Regions from separate parts of the Mus musculus genome. Here region 2 is linked to region 1. Evidence: chromatin contacts called from public HiChIP or PLAC-seq data. All regions are on one chromosome and are shown on one strand. The core of a region is the stretch at or near the end of the contact, and the rest is flanking DNA. Distances in the headings are between cores, read along the strand shown.

What was found. HiChIP or PLAC-seq counts read pairs in DNA pulled down with a chosen protein or histone mark.
Region 2: an H3K27ac HiChIP or PLAC-seq map of embryonic stem cells shows a contact between it and region 1, with 17 read pairs. The contact joins two enhancer-like sites. A contact is called at or near these places in 3 of 484 Hi-C or Micro-C datasets (Th1 cells and embryonic fibroblasts), 7 of 115 datasets of contacts at active chromatin or transcription factors (CD8 T cells, Th17 cells, effector CD8 T cells and 3 more) and 2 of 9 other capture datasets (adipose tissue and liver).

The regions. Positions count from the first base shown.
Region 1 is chr13:63,169,580-63,174,863 of GRCm38.p6, forward strand. Aopep (aminopeptidase O) reads left to right here. Exons shown (of 16, transcript NM_001289926.1): 7 at 1,362-1,468. Among named protein-coding and RNA genes, the nearest start is that of Gm30409, 40 kb to the left of the region's middle. Within about 2 kb of position 2,287, at least 58 of the 459 cell types and tissues checked have an H3K27ac peak or open chromatin away from gene starts, as enhancers often do. A contact at or near this core is called in embryonic stem cells, where this site is marked.
Region 2 is chr13:63,268,717-63,274,281 of GRCm38.p6, forward strand. The region is part of intron 13 of Aopep (aminopeptidase O); the gene reads left to right. Among named protein-coding and RNA genes, the nearest start is that of Gm16907, 26 kb to the right of the region's middle. Within about 2 kb of position 4,090, at least 166 of the 459 cell types and tissues checked have an H3K27ac peak or open chromatin away from gene starts, as enhancers often do. A contact at or near this core is called in embryonic stem cells, where this site is marked.

The DNA of each region.
Region 1 (5,284 bases), core at 1,037-3,536:
TGGTATACTACCTTCATTGACTAGATAAACTCTGTGCTCCATCCACATCTAGGCTGTCCTGCTTGGGCTGCCATAATCAAACTCCAGAAGTTGTAGCTTAAGTAACTGCTCGAGTTGACAGGAACCCCAAGATCCAGGGACCAACAGGATTGCTTTTCTGTGGTGGCCTCTTGTCTTTGCTGCTGCCCAATGGTTGCCTCCTCACTTGAGCCTCACATAATTATTCTTCCACTCTTGAGAGATGGACAGAGCTCTGGCATCTTCCTGACCACAGCCCTGAAGGTTACCCTCTGATAGCTTCATTTAACCATAATCACCTTTGGAAGTCTCTGGAAGCACAGTCTTTCATGTACATATCTTGTGGAGCAGCCTATTGATCTTCTGGCTCCTCTGCAACTCTGCCCTCTTGGCTTGGTTGTCTGCTCCAAACCTGTCTGCACCCCTCACCGTGTTCTAAGAACATCACACTCTTTCCAAACCAGTGGTGCGCGCTCACTCTCTGAAGTCTCTGCCCCTGCAAGCTCAGGCATTACCACCTACTGTAGAAACCTTCTGAATCCTTGTGTCCCTACTGACAGAGCTGCTCCATGGTCCTTGTTGAGCCACACATTGTCCTCAGTGTGATATTAGTGCCCTCCGTGGTAGAACAGTCCTCCATCCTGACCCAGGGCCTACACAGATTTGATGAATGCATTTCTAAAGACCAGTAATTCCTAGAAATGTCTGCAGACCCGATGTCCCCTCCTTGCAGGGCACTCCACTGCCTGCCTTCTCTTATGGAGATCCCAGCCGTCCATGTGGTGGCCTTGTGAGCACGTCCATGTGACAGCAGCCAATTCTGACTCTCTGGAGCAGTGTGATGGCCTCCCCTGCCTCCAAATTGAGTCCAGACAGTAATACTTTTTTTTTTCTGGATCTATGCAAACAGAGTCATCTGGATTACATTAGCAAGCTCCACTATAAACAGTCCTTAACAAAATTGAGGGTTGGGAAAAAGAAGAGGTAAGTGGAGGAGGGGCCTTTCCCCTCCCCGTGCAGAAGCACAAGGCAGGGAAGGAAGGCTGGACGGAATCAAAAGAGAAATGGTTTGTGGGGAAGACCCCATTTCAGGTGAGTATTCTGGACTGGAGTAGTTTCCAGGGCCAGGGACTCAAAGGACAGGGCCAGCTGCACCATCAGTGCAGGGGCTGTACAGCTTGCTCAGTGCTCCTTGGAGGACCAGTTGGTTGTCTTCTGATGGAAAGCGAGGAGCCGAGTAGGCCCAGTTGTCCCCCAGTGAAACAAAGCAAATCCTTTGCTGAGAAAAACCTGACCCAACACATGACTGCTGTGCACATTCTTTGTGTCTGTGTCCCACGCAGCTGCCCCCCCATGAGGCCCTGGAGCAGCAGGAGCTGAGGGCTTGCCTGCGCTGGCACCGCCTGCAGGATGAGCTTCGGAACTCCCCAGAGGGAATGCAGGTGTTAAGGTAAGGCACCAATGCTTCCCACCACCTCATCTTCCCTTCCTCCCTCTCTCCCTCCCTCCCTCCTTTCTTCCCTCCCTCCCTCCCTCCTTTCTTCCCTCCCTCCCTCCCTCCCTCCCTCCCTCCCTCCCTCCCTCCCTCCCTCCTTTCCTTCCTTCCTTTTTGCTTTTAAAATCAAACAGGGCTTGGGTTCCTCACACTAGGGACATGATTGCTATCTTTTAAGTCTCTCTGAGTGTGGGTTTTGATTTGCCTTTTGAAAACTTCCTAGTGTCTCTCTAGTCAGGGAGAGAGAGAGAGAGAGAGACGACAGACAGAAATAACAGCTAGCATGAGGCCATTTCCGGCACTAAATTCCTCACTTGAAGTTCTAATAGTCACTTTATGTGGTAACTGTGGATGTGAAAAAGGTTAGGGTTCGGCAGTTTGTCAGACAGTAACCCTTTAAAGCCAAAGGGGAAAATGTGTAAGAAAATATTGACTACTTTGTGTTTAGTAGTAACAGATGTGCATGTCAATGGGCCTTTTGTTCAGTTGTTGCCCAGCAGGAAACCGCCATTGCTCTCTGCACTCCCAGCTCCTGGGTGGTGTTCTGAGACTGCACATGGCACTTGTAGGATTACTTCGTGCCATTTTCCCAGTTCTGTCCTCTCTCCTTTGGTGTTTTTGTGCTATAAATACTTACCTGTAGCCTCTTGCCTAGCCCCAGGAGCACCAAAGTTGCTACAGAAGGTTCCATGCAGCCCCTGATAAGGGGAATCAAGTGTTTAAAGTCTGCAGTCAGTGGGCTGGGTGGCCCATGTAGGAATTTCCCCTTTCTCAGCCCATTGTACATGACTCCCTGAGGGCAACCTGCTCCCTCTGGGCAGGGGCCTGCCGTGGGCGCTTCTGCTGTTGTTACGTGCTTCTAAGTAAGCACCTGCTCCCGTGTTGGGCCTGGAGCATGCTGGGAGGCAAAGCCAGAGCCTGCTAGACCCTAGGGCAAGGCTGGCTGGTGCTTTCGTGCAGTGCTGCCTTTGCCGAGGCAGGCTCCTTGCCGGCGTGACAACTGTCACCTCCCAGGCTCACTCATCCATTGTTTAGGAGAAACAGCTAGAACAGTTGTAAAGCACAACCAGACAGGAGCCAGGAACCAGAAGCTCTGCCATTCTGCTCTGCCACTGTGCCTGTATCTTTTCCCTTAACCAACCTCTGGCGAGCCTGTGTGAACCGCTGACCAAGTGTGGCTGCCCTCACAGTGTGAACGTGGTGCCTGCTCTCAAGGAGCTTCCACTTAGCAAGAACAGTGAAAAGAGCTTTGCTGTGCCTTGGGAACAGAAAATGGCAGAGCCTTGAGTCAAGAGGGACTCTACCTCACATTGGTCAGAAGCTAGCTAATCTCTGGTGTGCAGGGATCCTGGGTCACCTGCTCTTTCCTGTGTAGAGGAGCAGAGGTGCAGGGCAGAGGGAAGGTCTGGTAGAGCAGTGAGCTGTGTGTGTGTGTGTACACCTGTACATAAGTGAATGTGTGGATGTGTGTAGATACACAGCCAGCAGATGCTTTACTGTGGAGACAAGGGCAGTGAGTACCCAGAATGACTGGGGCTTTGCGGTGAGTGCTTGGGTAGATGGTGATGACATTTATGTAGATGGAAGAACCGGTGTTAATAAAGATTCTGTTGTTGCACGTGCTGACTTTGAGATGTTGCGTATAGGAGTATTTCCTATCAGTGGAAGGCAGGAGCTTATGGGAAAGAGACTATTCATCCTGACCAGTACTCATGTGAGTATACTCCAGCTACCCAGGAAACGAAGAGGCAAGCAAAGTTGTCAGATGGTCCAGCAAAGGATCCTAGGTAAATAGCTATGCACGTAGAAGCTAGCTCAGGAGGCATCACTGTGGAGGCAACATGGGGTCCTGCCACAGCTAAGAGCAAGCTGTATGAACTGTAAATTCTTCAGCCCCAGATTCCTCTTCTCAAATTAAGAGACCTTCTCCATTCTCCATGTTTAAGTCCCCAGACGGTTGTGATTCTGCCTGGTCATGGTCCTTTGGTGTGGAGAAGAGCACCCACATCATCTTGCAGAATGTCTCCAGTTCGTAAACTGAGTTACACTGCCCCTCAGAAGCTCCTTTGCAGCCCTGGCCTCCGCGGAGATGTGATCCACCCACTTGCAGGCAATTGTCTTTTCCATAGTGAGAGGAGTTGGGAGTATTTTAGATATTTGAACTACAAGGCTTCTTGTGGCTTTTATTTATTTTTCTTTGTCTTAATATTCAGAAACCGTGTTGTCCTAAATTTAGGCTGTCTGAAACAATGCATTTGAAGGATTCTTTGCAGACAGATACAGAGAACAGTCATCGCTGCAAGTTCGCTGCAGAGGAATTACTTGATTGGCTTCAACTTAGTCCTGTCCCCTGTGGTTCTCCCTAAAATGAACCCAGAGAACCTCAAGATACTGACATGGAAAACAGGAAGGGCATACTAAGAAAGGGATACAAACCTGTTCTAAGATTGTGTCTCACTGTGCAGGTGACCCTGAGAAAGAACCCCTTTAAACAGTACCGTGATCAGAGATAGTGCCTTTTTTTGTCAAGCTACTCCACCATCTTGAAAGATGGATAAAGAGCCATGTGAGCCTTAGAGACAAAATGTACGCAGTGTCACTGCTGTCACTCTGTGCCCCCTTGTCATGGCTCTGCCTGCAATTGCGCAGAAAAAAAAAATCAAGTCAGAAGGCCACATGTCCAAGGATTGTGTGTGGGCAACACCAATCACCCCATCAAAGAAAATGGCATCTTGCTGGGTTTACACAGTAAAGAATTACAAAGTAAGAAGAGACACAGCAAGAATTTGAGACCTTATTTTGTCATCACTGCATGCACACGCACCTGTGCCACTGTGTGCATGCCACTGATTTATACTCCCACGACTTAAGACTAGAACTAGTAAGAATCTTGAGTCTGAGTAAGTTTCCCAGGCTGTCCTTGCATTGTGATCTTCCTGCCTCCACTCTAAGTGCTGGGATTACCTTCCTGTACCCTGTGACCAGCTGCTGCCAGCCTCGATACTCCCAGTGTTGGACATGCATCTTATCCTTGGCACCTTACATTGACTGCTGATTCGTTTCATCCAATGAGTCTTCCACTGACTTTCCTATGAATATCATCTGAGCTCCAACAGGGTCTTGTAAATTCCTTCCTACCTCTAAGGTGGTCACAGCTCTGAAAGCAGTCACTTACCCTGAGTTGCAAATATTAGGGGACTTATTGCTAAATCCATGATAGAGTGTGTGTGTGTGTGTGTGTGTGTGTGTGTGTGTGTGTGTGTGTGTGTGTGTTGGCTGTTTAGAGGCTTTTCCCTAGCAGAGACACAGTGGCACTCTCTCACTCTCACCCATCTGCCAGCCCTAGACAGAACTGCCAGTTTTCTCACGCCAGCAGCACAGCACTATCCAGATGCTAGGGAATTTCTGCACGGCTCCTAGTCCCTCAACTCTCAGTACAGCTGGATCACGAATCTTCTCAACTGGTTAAGGGTTTCTGACAAGCCACAAGTGGTGGACAAACTACAAGGCACAGCCTGAAGAAGCCTCTCTATTTTGTTTTATTGTTGTTGTTTGATTGATTGTTTGTGATTTATTACTGCTGCTTATTTTGGGATTAATTCTTAAAGTAATGCTCAAGCTAAGAAAGCAGAAGGCTGCTGGAACGCCTTCTCTGAGCCACCATAGCCACTATCGTGCTAGATAGATAAAGGCATCCTGTCTACCTTCGTATGAATGCATTACCCAGAGGCCACAGAAACACTATCCCTGATAGTGGGGTGGGAGGCACAT
Region 2 (5,565 bases), core at 2,840-5,339, 100 kb after region 1:
CAAGAAAGCTCCCTTATAGAAGGAGTCTGATAGATTCAGGTCCAGCTGGAAATGAAGGACATTCTATGTTATCCTTTTTCTCCTGTGTTGAGCCAGAAGCTAAGATTGGCGTTGGCAGTAGAGGGGCTTAAATGTATCAGTTTCTGATGGCTGCTGTAACACAGCACCACAAAATTAGCAGTTTGAAACATTATGTTACAATAGCAGGAAGTCAAAAGTCCAAGTAAGCCTCAGTAGGTTAATGGACTATGGGTGGGGCTGCTTTCCTTTAAATTGAGGCTGGAGGGAGCCACTTCCTTGATTCTTACAGCTTTCCTGGATTTCTTTGAGCCTCCACTTCTTCCTCCATTTTCAAAGACAGCTTGGTCAGGCTGGCCTCTCAGGTTTCCTTCTCCTCCTTATCTTTTTGCTAATAAAGACTCTTGTAGGGAGGGCTACTCTGCTCTAATCAGCAAGGTTAGTTGATGTGCAGTCTCTAATTCCGTCTCTGACTTCGTTGCCTTCATTGTGATTCTTCACCTCAGAGAATCACAGGGTTTCCAGGCTGTCATCCTGCTGCCCACCACAGTGAAACATGTATGGAGAAGAAACGGCAGTGAGTCAGAAAACCTGTACAGCTGATGCTAGCAGACTGTCTAGTCCCAGAGAAGACTTTGTATGTATGCACACACATGTAAACGAATAGGAGAAAAGGCCCCATGCCTTGTTAATATAATGGGGATTTCTACCTTGCTACCTAACCTGTCAGATTAGTGTCTAACATGCTAGCTACTCAGTAAGGAGAAATTTAAGTGACATGTAAGTATTTTATAATTTTAGTTAAGGGAAATTGAACTTTCTGCTCAAAAGAACAATCTAATTATAGTTGTATTGATTTGGGAATAATTGTTTGTCGTGTGTATTTTTTGCAGCATATTTTTTTAACACTTTTCAGGGAAAGCTCCATTACCATACTATTTTTTTTTTTAAACACATAAGCCTTTGTTGAAGGACCCATCTTTAAACCTTTCCATGGTAGGACACCGCTGTGTGCACATGCTTATATAGTAAGAGGCTTTGCCTTCCCTTCTATCTAGGTCATCTCTTTGCAGGCCTTGGGTAGCATTGTCCCTGGCCACAGAGTGGTTCCTGGGGCAGTGGGGTAGCTTGTGAGCTGCGAGGCACAGTCTTCATTTGCACATGGTGGAGCTGCATTCCTTAAGCTGTCACCAGACTCCCAGGAAGCACCCCTGAAATAGACATGACATTTGCCTGTAATGGCTGTGAAATTAACGGTGTAGGTTTGTAAGTGCAGTGTCTTTGATTTCTCTTTTAAGTTGGACTATTTTCACTTTTCATCATTTAGTTGCTAAGAATAACTGCTAATGGGCCAAGATGGAAACCTTGATCCTACTAGGAGACAATTTACATTATTACTTCAACACTGTGCTGGGTGAGAGCCTGAGGAAAGAAGACCGACATCCCAGGTTTCCCGGGGCTCAGGAATTCCCAGCAGATGCAGTTGACACAGGATAGTTCTTAGCTGGTGAAATAAGAGAGCTGCTGACTGAAATGACTGAGGATAAGACCCAAAAAGCCAGAGTTGTGCCTTGCCATTTAAGACTACTAAGGGCCTTTCCTGCGGAGATTCTGGAGTCCTGCCATAGCAAATACCTGGAAGTGAAGCCCAGAGGGAGTCTGGAAAGGGGAGGTACCTGCCTTAAAGGTGCTGCCTGCCGCTTGTTCCAGTACAACAGTGTGGCTGTGTGAGAAAGGGAGGCAGGCCATTGTGTGCTCACACCTAGAGCCAAACTGGGTCTTCAGACTCACAAATGCAAGTCGTCGCCTCTACTTTGGAACGTCAGGTTTTGCCTTAGCCCCAGTTCCCTGGTCTGTGTCAGTGCAGGAGCTGTGCTGCCGGGATGGCCGGCAGGTTCCAGAGGCGGGGCCAGGTGACCTGATACCCGAAGGTGTATCTGTTTGAGGTGCTCCCACTTTCGGATGTTCCACATCACAGCCGCCTCCTCCTCTAGCAGGATCATTGGCTTCTACTTTTTGTCCTTCACTCCGCGTAGCACTTAAACAGGATGACTGAGAGATGCAGGTAGCCTGATGGTTGGGGTTGGAGGGCAGAGGGAAAGGAGGAGAGAGAGAGAGTGAGAGAGAGAGTGAGAGAGCAAGAGGAGAGCGAGAGTGAGAGAGAGTGTGTTAGTTCAATCTCCAACAGACTTTTGCTTTTAAAATCAAACCCTGAGCATTGGCGCAAGGCTGCTTAAAGTCAACCTTTACAGGAACATTTTGGGGAGTTCTGTAGAGCTTCTCGCCCTGTCTCTTTGTTGTGTATTTATATTGCTTGCTTTTTCAAAATGAAAACTACTTTGAGAAATTATGATTTGTAATGATTCTTGTTATTTAAAATATTAACATTTTTAATAAAGAAAAGCGCTCTCTTGCACAAAAGGAGACCTATCTAGCCAAAACTTTGATTTCTAAATTTGACTGAAGAATTTGGAAAAGATAAGTCTGGGGGAACTATTTTTCTCTAAAGGGGAGGTCTCCCTGACCGTTGTTCACTGTTGATTTGACCTAGAAAGCAGGTGTTTGGAAGTCCCTTCTGTATTTTTATGTACCAGGCTCCTGGTTTTTTGTATTAAAGCTTTGAGCTGAGATAGATACGCTGATTTTGGTTTGCATTTGTCTTAACGATTTATTTATACTGTTTAATCTAGAAATTACTTGTATTTTGGATTTTTTTTTTGGTCTGTTTGCTTGTATCTTTTAAAAAGACTTAAAATGGTTGCTACAGTTAAGCTTTAAATTGTGCTTAGCTGCTAAACAAAAATGGTGTTTTGCAAGAAAACAAAATGCTGTATTAATTTTCCATAGTCTTGGGCTATGGATCCCTCATCTGAAACTGGAATATATCCTAGTGAAAGCCTAGAATAAGACGGAAACCGTAACTAACTAAAATTTTTACATTTTAAAGTCTATTGTGGGCCAGGTCACACTGAAAGACTTGTATAACGTATTTGTTCTGGGTTGTTTAGAGTCAAGGTTTTTATTTCTTCCTCCCAGACAGTAGTTCATTGCCTGAAACTTAAAAATAAAATAAAAACGCTTCTTACAAATTTACCCTGTAAGCTTCCCGACAGTTCTAAATGGGCGAAGATGACTTGGATCAAACCAGGACTGGCAGGTAGCATGTGATGCTGTTTTTTTTCTAAGCATTTTTTAAGGGTATGGTTCTAGTCCCTGAAATTCCACTCAGCATCTAAAACTGGAGTGGAATTTTAATACTTAAAATTGTAAATGGGATTCTGCCCGATGCATTTTGCTTGTTTGGAGGAAACCCTTATCGTTTTGTTTGCGTCATATCTTCAAATGCCCGCTTCACCATTCTGGTAAACAACTGTGCGTGCAATGATAATCAGGTTTGAAGAAGCAGTGCTAGGGACGGTGGCGAATGAAGTGATTCTGTTGTTGGAATCGATCTTCCCTCGTGACCAGAATGCCAGTGGTATGTCCTGGGAGTGTTCTTCATCAGAGCTGGTGGCAAACCCAGGAAACTTATTTCTGGCGCCCCTTTCCCCTTCCTCTTTCAGGTAACTAACTGTTCCTAATGATTTGGTGTGAGAGGTTGGCAGTCGCCCCCACCCCCCACTCCTAATTAGCAATTATGCAGATTGTTTACCAGAAACCGGCTGGGCAGCTTTTTCTTCTTCTGCCCTCCCTCCTAGACCTACACGCTGCTTCCAGGTGACCCAGGAATGTTTTGCTCCGCGGGAAAAATCAGATTGTTTTTCATCCCGGTTCTAACTGGAAAGATCTTCAAGGAAGTGTTCATGGGACCCAGTGTAATGAGGGGGCCTCACTTTAGTGAATTGGAAGGAAAGTGCCATGCTAAGCCCGCCTTTGTTCTCATTTGAATCACAGGCTGTACTGGGACTGGTCTGTATGTTGAGTAAGTGCGGGGTGGGAGGCGAACGCCTAATTTGTGGAATTGCGGGGGGCGGGGATGTTAGGGCGGGGCGGCCTTGTGGATTGGCTAGAGCAGAGAGGGCGGGGCGAGCGGCCCTTATCAGCCTACGCCGGCAGGTGCAGGTCCCAGGTCAAGGTAAGGAGGCCACGGCTCCCTTGTCTGCCCCTGCACCCTGTCCGGGACTTTGCTGCTTTGTTCTCCCTTGCTGAGGGCGTTTCTACTCAGAGTGCGTTCCAGGGCTTTGGGATGAGGGCGTTTCTACTTGGAGTGCATTCCAGGGCTTCGGGATTATAGTTCCTGGCAGGTCCTGGAGAAAAGATCCGCAGAGACACCCTGCCCTGCAGCAGGGAGAGCTTGAAGGACACTCACTCCAGCAGGAAAACAGCAACGCGCGGTGGCTGGCTCTGGCTTTGTCTGGGAATGTTCAACAGGTTAAGTTGAGGTTCTAGACAGCTGCACGTTCAGGCTCTGCTCAGATGGGAACCCAGAGCAGAGAGCAGAGGCCGCACTCTCCCCTGACTTTGACGGCATTTGTTTGCATCGCCCTGCAGTGCACAGTGTGTTCGTTGTATTTCTGCCTCGGCCGGCCGTGATTATTCCTCCTCGCAAAGGTCTGAATTAAGAAGCTAAGCTGGAAATGAGCGGGGCAAGTGGTTCTCAGCTTGTGGCGTTAAAGTGAGTGATTTCTGGGTCTCCTCACGTTGAGGGACCTGTAGCCACTTTTTTTTTTTCAGGTTAGTTTGAGTTTTATTTGTTTCCATTTTATAATTGAACATATTTAGGGGGTGGACTATGGTGTATTGATTCATGCATTGTGTAAACTAGAGTCTTGCCTGGCTTTGGAATAATGACCGTTTTAGTTGGCGTGTTAACAGCAAAGCGATGGTTGGGAACGGGAATATGTGCTGTGGTGCCTTGTTTTTTTTTTTTTTTTTTTTTTTTGAAAAGTTTCTCTTTTTAAAAATTCAGTTATGTAATTTAATTACGTAGGAAAATTTTCTCTTAAGATGGAAACCTAGCTTCATTTCTTCCTCTTAAAAAAATCAACTATTGGTAGGTTCCAAGATAATTCATACAGTTCCAATTGGATCTGAGGAAGAAGGAAGGTCTCTACGGCATTTTCTACTAGAGATGAAATAATCAGAACACTTAGAATGCATTATCATTTCAACAAAACAAGTCTGGACTTTTCTAAATGGACCCATTGTACCTATGCAAAGCGAGATACAAACTGGCCAGAAGTTGAGCAGGTTTATTTTTGTGAAATTTTTAGCAGTGACTTGATGCCTTTGTGATGTTAGGCAGCAGCTGTCCTGGGGTCACTAGCGTCCATGCCAGTTCCTGAGGAAGAAGCTGAATAGACTCAGACCCACACCTTGCAAGGGACTGTGCATTCCACAGCTACACAAAGGCTTCCTGGCTGCATCCAGCCTAGAGCTCACAATAGACCTCAGACCTGAGCACCTTGGGGCCAGTCTTAGGCTTCCTGTACTGGGGTGGCTTCTGTACTTTTGCCAGTGCTTGGTCACTCTGTGAGGAGCATGGCTTTGGATAGGGAGACTTGGTCAGGCTCCTGTCCCTAATGCTGCTTGCACATCTGCAGACAT